Regions from separate parts of the Zea mays genome. Here region 2 is linked to region 1. Evidence: chromatin contacts called from public Hi-C data. All regions are on one chromosome and are shown on one strand. The core of a region is the stretch at or near the end of the contact, and the rest is flanking DNA. Distances in the headings are between cores, read along the strand shown.

Region 1 (5,530 bases), core at 2,583-5,082:
TAATCGCAAACAAAAGTGGTAACAATAGTTACAAATAACAATAGAAAGTAGTAGAAGAATCTTCTTCGCACCTTGGAGAAATCCGCCATAGTGTATCATCGTTCCCTATTTCACCCTTCACAAAAGAGGAAGATAGTAAGATCATCAGTTAAGGCTCACGAGGAGCAGCGGAGCAGGCAAAATGGCAGATCAACAACAAAACAAACTCATAGAACAAAAAGGTCGTGTGGATACAACAAGAGGAAGTGGACAGCGAGGGAGAGTTGCTCCTCAGCCGCGGTGGAAGGAAGGGTACTGGATCACGGTGTACCGCTCTAGAAGAGTCTTCTTGTCTTCCTGTGTTAGGAGCACATGCGTTACCTCTTGGTAAGCGGTCTGCTGGAACTTGTCGTTCTGCTTGGAGATGTTGATCTTCTTCATGACATACCTACGCTGGCCCCGCGAGGGAGGCAAGCAACATACAAGGAAGGATCAGGAACCGAAGCACACGTCAAGAAAGCAGACCAGCAGAGCGCGATTAAAGCCAGATCAGAGGCGACAGTTCAGATCTAGCGCACTAACCTTGTCTCCAGTGAGGTACAGAGCGAGCAGCTTCACGGCCTGCAGCGAGGTAGCGGCTGAGGCGCCTGACGCCAGATGTGTTCGCACCTGGTAGGAGCCGAGGGCGATGTAGGAGCGGAAGACGATGGCGTCGCGCTCAGCGGCGGCGGCGGCGTCGAGGCCCAGGATGTCGATGTTGTTAATGGCTGCCTGGTAGGCGCCCAGGTAGAAGAGGTTCCGCAGATTGAAGAGCAGGTCGGGGGAGGCCATCGCTGCAGTGCAGCAGAAGACGACGGTGACGAGGCGTGGGTGGGAGAGAGATCCGGGAGGTCGCGGTTGCTCTTGAGTCTAGACTCCGCTTGGTCGTCCCTTCGGTTCGAGTTGATGCGGGGGACGCACGGGCCAGTTCGCTTCCGCTTGGGCTCCCGCGCCGAGTTTGGGGATGGGTCAGCCGACGCCGTCGCCACCGGCGAGGGGATCGGATTCAGAGCGTAGGTACTGCTGGACGAGTCGACGGCGGGCGGGAGATCGAAGTAGCCGACACCGGCGGCGGCGCCACTTGTGACGCTGGACGAGGTGGACGCGAGCCGAGACGACGGCCTAGGGCATGGCCCCCAGGGCGAGATCGCGTGCCCGCGAGCAGGAGGGAGCTTTGGAGCTGGGCGAGGCCGGAGGGGCGGACCACGGACGGATCTGGGCGAGGAGGCGGCGTGCCAGACCACCGGAGGCGGAGGGAGCTGCAGCTGCTGGGCAGGAGCCATGGCGTGAGGCGCCGTGGCGGCCGATTTCGGGAGGCGAGTGCGGTAGGATTGCGCGAGGGGGAGCACAGACGCGATGGATGATTCCTATGGAAGGTTGTCGAAGGAAGGTGCGCGAGAGGCGATGATGGCGGGGATTCCTGCGATTGCGCGAGGGGAGGACGGGCAGAACACGGTGCACTTGTGAACGCCTACAATTTCGTCTTATAGAGTAGTAATAGATGAGTACATTACAGTCAAGATACCATAATGACAACATTTTTTTAAAAAAACTTATAGGCAACAACTTAGTAAAAATTCATAGCATCTCTAGGGCTAGCGTGCTTCTGTGGCTGTGTGAATCGCGTGAGGAGCCTAGCATGCTGTAAACTACTAGCTTGGAGCCTTGGATGCTTGTGTTGACATGTTCAATGCGAGTGCGTGGCTGGCCTGTAGACGGACGCATGGTCATTTGGGCTGGCCAAAAGAGCTCACATAGTGCTTTGCTGGTTAATGGTTTGTTGCCAAAAACGAGATAACCCCTCATAAATACGGGATAAACGAAAATGGTCAGGATGCACCCAAACTGTTTCGTACCGATTCCGAATTTAGTATCCCATTTTTCGTACCATTTCTGAATTTGTACGAAAAAATACGATTTCGATCGAGTTAAATATAGAAAACGATGCGAAACAGAATGAAATTTATCCCGACCGTTTTTATTCCTACTAGACCTGAGTAGATAAGTCCTTTCTACCAAATCTTATTCCATTTTACTTGGACTTTATTTTGAGCTTTCCTACGACTAGACAAATATAGTTAGTACATAATCAAATTGACTAAGTGTGAGGAACTCACCTTTTCACCAAAGTTTACCAGGATTTGCATTTTGGCTCAAATTACGTCCTAGAAGCGCTTTTCTCACAGAATTGGGTTTAAGATGAAACAAAAGTGCTAGAAACATAGTATTAGGCATATGAAACTTATCTAAGTACTCAAACCTCATTGTTTTACCCTTTTACCCAAAGTTACACTTTCTATCCTCCATTTTAGCTTTTTAGGACTTAGAACTTTCAAATTGCCTTCAAGTGAACCTATACTCATACTAATATCAAACTAACTTGTCCATGTTGGTGTGTTGTACACTTAATCAGTCGATACATGTTGGGTGCTCGTCACCGACGAAGATGATCTGAGCATCTAGCGTACAACGACGACACCTTCTCCTTTTTGATGCTTCATCCTTGGAGCAAGGACAAGGAATGCCAGACACAAACCGAGGATGGGTGAGGTGACAACAGAGATCGAGGATAGCCAAACAACGGGAAAAAATGAAAGAAACGATGTGCCTTTCATGTGTGCGAGTTAGGAACCAAGCAACACAAAGTTGAGCTGCTACTTTTGAAGGTGTGAGGTAGGTGAAGCTCATGCACTAATTCATGAGTTTGTGGCATGGCGCTAATGGTTACCATCTTAAATCGTGGTCAAGACGGTTGTAATAGACATGGTTTGATACACGAACTGGATATCATAAGGTAAAATAGGGTGGTTGGAGCGGTGTCTTTAGAAGATGCTTCATGGCGCGTAAACAACAGAGTGAACTCGATTGACTATTGAGGAGGACACCTGCTGCAGCTAGATCTAGATAGAGTACTGAAGAGGTCATAACCGTCTATGGAAGCACGAAGGGGCAGAGCGGTGAGCCACCACAGACGGTGAGTGCAAGCGCCTAATAGGAGTGGGGGGGCTTATGGAAGCGCAAAGAACCAGAGCCATCGCCGGACGCGGACACTAAAATGAGGCGAGGACCTGCACCTGCTACAACCAGATATGACATGGTGCTTGATTCCATAAGCATTGGCGATTGGTGGGGTCACCACTGACGGGGATATAATTCTCAATCTATTATGAATGTATTGGTTGCCTGCATATGCCATTGACCATGTTCACCGAATGCAATCTCCACGTGTTTGGTTGCGTGGCCAGCCTCTGCAGATGCAAAAATTATCTCTAGGCCTAGCTCCCAAGATAAACAAAAAAATGAGCGTTTCTCTATAGTGAGGCTCTATTGGTACAACCATTAGTCTTTCTCAATGATGGATTAATATGTATTTATTGTCTATTATAAATTATTATAATTTGTTTAAAGGCGACTACAACTTAATACACGATATGGTAAAATTATATACTATTTACAACATGATTACATCAAAATATAATAAACTTTAATACTCCCTCCGTTTCTTTTTATTAGTCGCTGGATAGTACAAAATTGCACTATCCAGCGACTAATAAAAAGAAACGGAGGGAGTAGAATTTAAGCTTAGCATCTCTATGGAACAGTTGAGATAACCAACCTAGACGTTAACCAGGCACCAGGTTCGACCAGGATGACAATTAACGCGCCCAAACCTAGACGTTAGCCAACCTAGACGTTAACGCGCCCAAAGCTCACGAGTGTGACACCTGACTCAAAGAGCAAGCTCAATTTTCCCCTTCCCTTGGAAAACCACGCACCCACCGAGCCCGGCCGCCCCCAACCACTCCGACCAAACCAAAACCCAGACCCACTCTCCCCCGAAACCCAGGGCCTCGTGTCGTTTGATGCGATTCCGGCGGCGATCGCGAGCGCCTCCACCACCACCCGCTCCCCCGTCCTAGCGCGCGTTTGGGCGATCTCCCCTCTCGCGGCGGGCATGGCTGGCGGCGGCGGCGGGGCACGCGGCTCCGACAGGGCGGGGGCGGCGCGCTCTCCCACAACCACCACGGCGATACAGTCGACCATCCAATCGATCAAGGAGGTCGTCGTCGGCCACTCCGACGCCGACATCTTGGACACCCTCCGCGAATCCAACATGGACCCCAACGAGACGGCGCAGAAGCTGCTCAACCAAGGTCCCCTTGCATCTTCCCTATTCTCCCGATCTGGGTCGCCTCGACTCGGTCGATCTCGTACCGTTCTGGGAGCTAGGGTTTTGTGGGCTCTCGCCTAGCGCATTGGGTCGGCTCTGCTGCTGCACCCGTGCCGGCGCAGGGGATCGCCGCGTCGGGTCTAGGGTTTTCGAGCTATGGATATTTGGGGTGGCTCTGCTAGGGTGGGTCACCGTTTAATGGTTATTATCGATATTGATTAATGATACTATCACGAGGTTCGTGATTTTGATTAGCCAATGATGTCCATATATATCAATGATATTCTTGCAGGGTCAAATTGTTAACATTTGTCCGGGCTACTTGTATTTTCGTGTTCTATTCTATGTTGTAAATTTGTAAAAGGCAGTGCTTACTATTGCTTGCAGCACGTGGGTTCTAACTATCTCTTTATGATCAGCTTGATGCCATTGTTTGCAATATATATTGCCTTACTAGTAAATCTTCTCATGTTTTCTTTGTGATTGTAATTCGTCATTGTTTGTACCTTTTGTACTTGCAGATCCATTTCATGAAGTAAAAAGAAAAAGGGACAAGAAGAAGGAGGTATACATTTTCTGTTTGGGTACATTTTCAGTGAACGATGAATGATTAAATCTAGAGTTGTTTCTTTTTATTTATAGCATACTTATACATATTCTTCTTGCAATGTTAAGCTTTTTGTGATGTTCTGAAACAATCTAAAGCAAAAAGGAACGTTTGGAGTTCTATGTCCTTAAATTGCGTATAGTCACTCAATAGGCTAGCAAAAGAAAACCTGGCCTCCAAATTCCAAATACTAGATGCAAGTTTGACTCAGGACAAAGCTAAAACAACTTACAATTTGGAACTGAGGGAGTAGGAGTAGACACGCACACTGCTTCTGCACAAGACATGCATTCCACAACATTTTATTTGCTCTTATGTGTTCCTCTCACTTTTTTCCTTGTCATCCCCTGACCCTACCTTGTGTGCGAGCTTCTGGCATTGGGTGTGAAGAAACGAAATAAAAGCTAAAACAACTTACAATTTGGAACTGAGGGAGTAGGAGTAGACACACACACTGCTTCTGCACAAGACATGCATTCCACAACACTTTATTTGCTCTTATGTGTTCCTATGTCTCACTTTTTTCCTTGTCATCCCCTGACCCTACCTTGTGTGCGAGCTTCTGGAATTGGGTGTGAAGAAACGAAATTAATTCTCTATCAATTGAGGAAACATGTTAGGTTTATTGGTTCTTTGTTGAAGTGTGTAATGCATGTTATGAAGCTTCTGTAATGCTGAAAATCATACATTGCTATTCTTTTATTTCGTTGCACTGAAAAAACTATTGCATTGTT
Region 2 (5,703 bases), core at 2,639-5,138, 82 kb before region 1:
TTCTCTTTCAATCTCCCTTTTTTTGATTTATGCCAAAACGTCTAAAGCAACTCAAAACTTACTAACCTAACCAAATATAAGCCAAAAAATACAAATTGAAGTCCAAAGTAAAATCAATTGAATAAACATATGATTTGGCATATTTTGATCATTTAGCCACCACTCATTTTGAATTTTGCAGTCAACTCATTATGCTGACTTCTAAGTCAAAACACCTGAATATTGCAAATCAAATCATGTTAGAACACTTGTTTTGATAAAACTCCCAAAAGCACACACTTTCTTTCATAAGAGAAACCTTCCCACAAATGAGAGTAGATTTTACAATAATAGAGATCCTCTTAGCAATTAAGAGGGTTTTGATCAGAAGGACACGTTAAAAGCTCAAAATCTAAATCTAAAGGACAAGTTAAAAGCTCAAAATCTTTTACAATTCTAAGTGGTGGTTGATCTAATTGCTTTGGCCTTAATTTCTCCCCCTTTGGCATAAAACACAAAAACGGAGAACTAGTGGCCCTTAACCTCACTGCTCACCAAAATAGCAAACGAAGAATAGAAATACAATGGACAACCAAGGGAATTTGGAACAAAGTACGTTGATATCGTTATTCAATGGAAGTCTTCTTCGTTGTCTAAATCCACTTTTTCCCTTTCAATCCTCCTTTGAGACTACATAAGGTCAACTCAACCAGACACATTAGTCTCAAAGGGTCAAGGTGTAGCATATCCTCTCCCTCAACATATGTATCAATGCACAAGACTTGTGAGATTTGGAGATGACATTCTACAATTTGAGCACCAAAATAAGCAGTATTGTACAATAAAGCTTAAGGAACTTGATCAAAGGCATATAAACACATGTATGTTATGAATCAATTCAAGGTCCACGAAACTAAGACATTTAGCTCACTACACACTCACAAAACATCTTCTCATCTAAAGACTTGGTGAAGATATCGGCTAGCTGGTGATCGGTGCTAACATGGCAAATATCGATGTCTCCCCTTTGTTGGTGGTATCTCAGGAAGTGATGTCAGATGTCTATGTGCTTAGTGCAGCTACGGTGAGACGTTGCGCAGCTTCTCCGGCGCGACGACGATGGGGGCGGTTTCGATGAGGCACGGGCGGGCGTGTGATGAGGCACCGGACGATGGCGTGACGAGCTCGCGGCGTGGCGAGGCGCTACACACGTGCATGACGAGGACATGGCGATGGCGAACCGTGCAGTGAGTGCGACGCGACGAAGCTTCGGCGAGGTGAGGAGGCACGACGGTGAGACACGCGGGTGGCTACGCACGTGAGCACGCAGACCCGGTGGCGACGAGACGTGAAGGCAAGATTGGAGCCCGTCGAGACGAGCACGATGGGGCTCTGGCTAATGTGCGTGGCGTTAGCGAGGCGAGCATGGCGCTGTCACGATGAGCGCGTGGCGTAGGACGGCGAGGCGAGGCAGCTGCACGGCTCGGCGAGACGCACAACGGGTTGTGCCTGGGCCGAAGGCGTGGCACGGCGGGCTAGGCCCGGCACGGCCCGGTTTTATTATTTTCTAATTTTTCATATAAGTATGTATATTATACTTGAATATAGAGTATAAAATATAAGAAACAAGTGTTTTTGTTGGTTATGTGGGTGTAAATAAACGTTTAGAGCTAATAAATATGGTTTAAACCCTCAAAAATGCATAATTTTAGAATATTTTTATCATTTAAACGTCATATGTTGTTACGGGCCTGTTAGGCCCGCGTCTAGGGCTGGACAAAATGCTCGTGGCTCGCTGGCTCACTCGATTCATGGTCAGCTCGACTTGGCTCAGATCGGCTCGTTTGAATTTTTTCACGAGCTGAGCTGACATCCTAGCTCGGTTCGTTGACCAGCCAGCTCGCGAGCTAAACGAGCTACCATATTCCAGCAAAACGAAAATATATGCATATCATTTACAGAATAATTGATGAACATGTTATATATATATATGTGAGGTGTATATGGCCTATGAATTAAACTAATGATTAATGAACTATGTATATGTGTTAATTTGGTCTATACAAATATAATTATGGGTTAAACTGTTGAACATGTATGTGAATTGTGAATTAATGAGTGATGAATTGTGCTAATTTGGTGTTATATCGACATGGTTTGTAAAACTATAAGTATAATTATTATTTTCTATTGTTAAATTAGTTTGAAATTAACCAAAAATAATTATTATCTACATTTTATTTTTTTTACTCTGGCTCGCGAGCTAAACGAGCCGAGCCGAGCTGACTCTATGGCTCGTTACCTTAACTAGCCGAGTCGAGCTGGCTCGTTATCCACCCCTAGGCCCGTCGGGCCGTGGGCCGGTCCAGCATGATTATTAACCTAGCGGGTCATGTCTGGACCTCGCTTGGAGCCCGTGGACCGGCACATCACGACATGCTAGCCAATCCGGGCCGGGCCGGCATGACCCGCCCATTTGGACATCTATAGGCTAAACTACGTAGAGAAGAACATGGGTAGGGGTGAAAACGGGTCGGGTACCGGATACGGATAGTGTAAATACCCGTTTTTTCGGATACAGATTCAGATATTTTTATATTCGGGACGGATACGGTTAATACCTGGATACTGAAGCTTCGGATTTGGGTCGGATACGGAGCGAGGACTACCCGGTAAATACCTAGATAGTCGGGTCGGATACGGGTACCCGTTTTTCATTTCCTGCATAATAATATAATTATAAAATTATAACTTTTACATATGAAATGGGATGAAGATAAAATTTATATGAAAATTGTAGAGCTCGAAGAGATCTATAACTTTGTAGTACATCAAATTTTTGTTTAAATATATCTTTAGGCCAAAATCATTGAAATAATGTCCAAATTAATATCAAATTAATATATTTTATCATTTTTATGTGGGGGGACTTAATGTTATCTCCACGTGGGAACTTAAGGTTATCTTTGTGGAGACTATTTATTAGTATTGGTAACTTATTTGCAGTTTTCGAGTGACGCTACATTATTTTATGGATTTAATTGTATTTTGATGATTTTCTATGACAAGAAATCAATAGTTGTATAAATAGCCTAAAATCATGAAATTTTATGGAGGCACAACATATGTCCATATATAACCATAAAAAATGTTTGGATCATAAGATTTATAAGATGCCCACGTTTCTTCCATTTCACTTTCACTTATTTGTATGAGTTACATGTGAAATCACTGTAAGTATCCAAGTTTCAGCATAATCAATACTTTACTTTATCATTTTCATATGAGGACTTGAGTTATCTTCGTATAAAATGTTTATTAGTTTTTGTAACTTATTTGCAACTTTTGAGTGAAACTAGAATATTTTATGAATTTTTAATATTGTGGTGTTGGTTCTACAATGTCCTCGTGATTAGTAACTTTGAACTGCATGATGTCAATTTTATCGGTTTCCTTTTCTACATTTGATCTATCATATACACGATTATGTATTACTTAATTTATGTATTTGTTGGATGGTTGGACAATTAATATCATCGGGACAAACTACCCGACAATTATCTGGTACCTACCCGAGTAGTATCCGTTATCCGTTTCTTACCCGCCCGGATTATTACCGGGTCCCGTCTTATATCCATCCTGAATCTTAACTACACGTATCCGGTCCCGTATCCGAGAGAAATATATTAAGGTAGGATACGAGATGACCATGTATTCAGTTGTATCTGTCCCGTTTTTATCCCTAAACGTGGGGGCATAGCACTGGACAATTCCGGCTTTTGGGGCTCGGGCGCGTGCATCATGACAGTTATGCGGGAAAGATGAACAGGGGCAGTGGTGCTGACCGGTGGGGTTACAATGCAGTGCACAGGGCGAGCGGTGACGCGCGTGCGCCTGAGCTCATGAGCCTAGCTGATGGGCAGGGCCAGGGGCCCACTGCTCAGCCGATGGATGGGCCCATGGACGGGAGTATGGGACACTGAGCTCCGTGCGTCCGCGTGATCGCGGTAGGGCTGGGCTGTTGTGTGGGTCCGGAGTAGATATGGCAATGGGGACCCGATCCCCGATTCCCCGCGGGGAATTCCTCTATTAGGGGATGGGGATGGGAAAGTTTCTTCCCCCACGGAGATGTAAACGGGGGAAAATTCTCCCCCGACGGGTAAACGGGGACGGGATTGGAGAAGCATTCCCCATCCACGTTTCCCGCGGGGACCCGTTAAACTTACATGTGACAATGTTTTCATGTAATAGTTAATGATAAAAATAAATAATTACCTTGCCAAGAGATTACCCGTTGTACAAATACATTGATTTTAACATGCACATAATGTTTTTTTACATCTAACAATGTGTATAAGTGACAATGTTTTACATTAATAACAAATGAAGTACGATTTAATTATACTTTAAGCGGGGATGGGATCCCCGACGGGGATTTATCCCCGTGGGGAACGGGGATGGGGAATAAATGTCCCCCCAAGCATTCATGAGGATCCCCATGGGGAATTTTTTTGTCGCGGGAACGGGTTTGGGGAGCTAAAACCCGACGGGGAATTCCCCGTTGCCATCCCTAGTCCGGAGGCACGGGCAGCAGTGTAGGTAGAAGAAACATGTGCGGTGCTGCTGTTTCCTTGAGCAAACGTGGGAGAGGCTAGGGAAAGATGAAAGGGGAGAGGGTGACAGGTTGGTCCCATCTGGAAGTGAGTGAGGAGGAGGCCACGATTTGGGCTGAAGGAATTGGCCAAAGGGCCTAGCGGGACGGACGTGAGGAGGGGCTGGGCTTTATTTTATTCTTTCTTTCTTTTTTTCTATTTGAGTTTAGTTTTAGTTTTTTATTCAAGCATGTTTCACGAGTTTAAATGGATCATCAAACAAAAATAGAGGTCCATACTAAGATGCGACAATCAAAACTCCTCTAAGATTTTATTTTGCTAAACTTAACAATTATATATAATATAACTCACCACTATTTAGAAAAAAAAGAAAGGGGAGATGAAAGTGAAGGTAACACCTGAATTTTGAGTATTGAGGAAAAATTATACTCCAAAATTCAGGGTGTTACAACCTAACATCCTTAACAGAATCTCGCTCCGAAATTCAAGAAGAGGCTAGTAAGAAAACAAGGTGGGTTCATCGATTATTCACAACCTCTTCTATTCAACTTTGACTCTTCTAGCTTAACTCGTGAGCTTGTTGCTTTGCCCTTCTGATGTTTGTGATCAACAAATCCTTGTTGTTGGGATCGTGAAATGAAATGAATGATGAGTTGACTTCTTGAGGACCTTAGGACCTGTGGGTCAGGGCCCACCACGCTTCCGCTGCGCCTCTTTGTTCTTGTTTGTTGAGGTTGATTGCATTATCATCATTTGGGTCCACTGCTAACCCCCTTAATAGGAGTATTGCTACCATGCACTTGACGAAGACGCTATCGTCACTGATCTCGACTGATTAAAAGGAGTTGGAGGTTGCGTTGCGTTCATTACCGCTTGTGATGCTATCTTCAGGAACTGTTTTGGAGGTTGCCAATTAAGCGGGTGCAAGAGGAAAAGATATAGATAGAAAAAGGTAAGCATAAATGCATTAAAGAGAGAGAGCATGGAAAGAGAACCAAGTACCTAACTATATATGGCACTCACCTAGTAAAGTGATGTCGTTGTGGACCAAAGATTAGCACACATTAACACTCATCACAAAGAACCAAATCAGCCACAACACAAGCACACA

The links. A called contact is a pair of places that touch in the nucleus more often than the background predicts.
Region 2: a contact with region 1 is called in a Hi-C map of ear, with 3 times the contacts expected there. The contact joins the enhancer-like site here to the promoter of LOC100501220 in region 1. A contact is called at or near these places in 6 of 25 Hi-C or Micro-C datasets (bundle sheath, ear, endosperm and 3 more).

Annotation. Positions count from the first base shown.
Region 1 is chr9:10,994,755-11,000,284 of Zm-B73-REFERENCE-NAM-5.0, reverse strand. LOC100501220 reads left to right here and starts at 3,832. Exons shown (of 11, transcript NM_001362590.1): 1 at 3,832-4,172; 2 at 4,711-4,754. The coding sequence starts at 3,974. It overlaps LOC100274827 (1-aminocyclopropane-1-carboxylate oxidase 1), which reads right to left and starts at 1,389. Exons shown (of 4, transcript NM_001149096.1): 1 at 562-1,389; 2 at 361-432; 3 at 72-115. The coding sequence starts at 810.
Region 2 is chr9:11,076,851-11,082,553 of Zm-B73-REFERENCE-NAM-5.0, reverse strand. No RefSeq gene overlaps it. Among protein-coding and RNA genes, the nearest start is that of LOC103637910, 16 kb to the left of the region's middle. Within about 2 kb of position 3,888, at least 17 of the 20 cell types and tissues checked have an H3K27ac peak or open chromatin away from gene starts, as enhancers often do. A contact at or near this core is called in bundle sheath, ear, endosperm and 2 more, where this site is marked.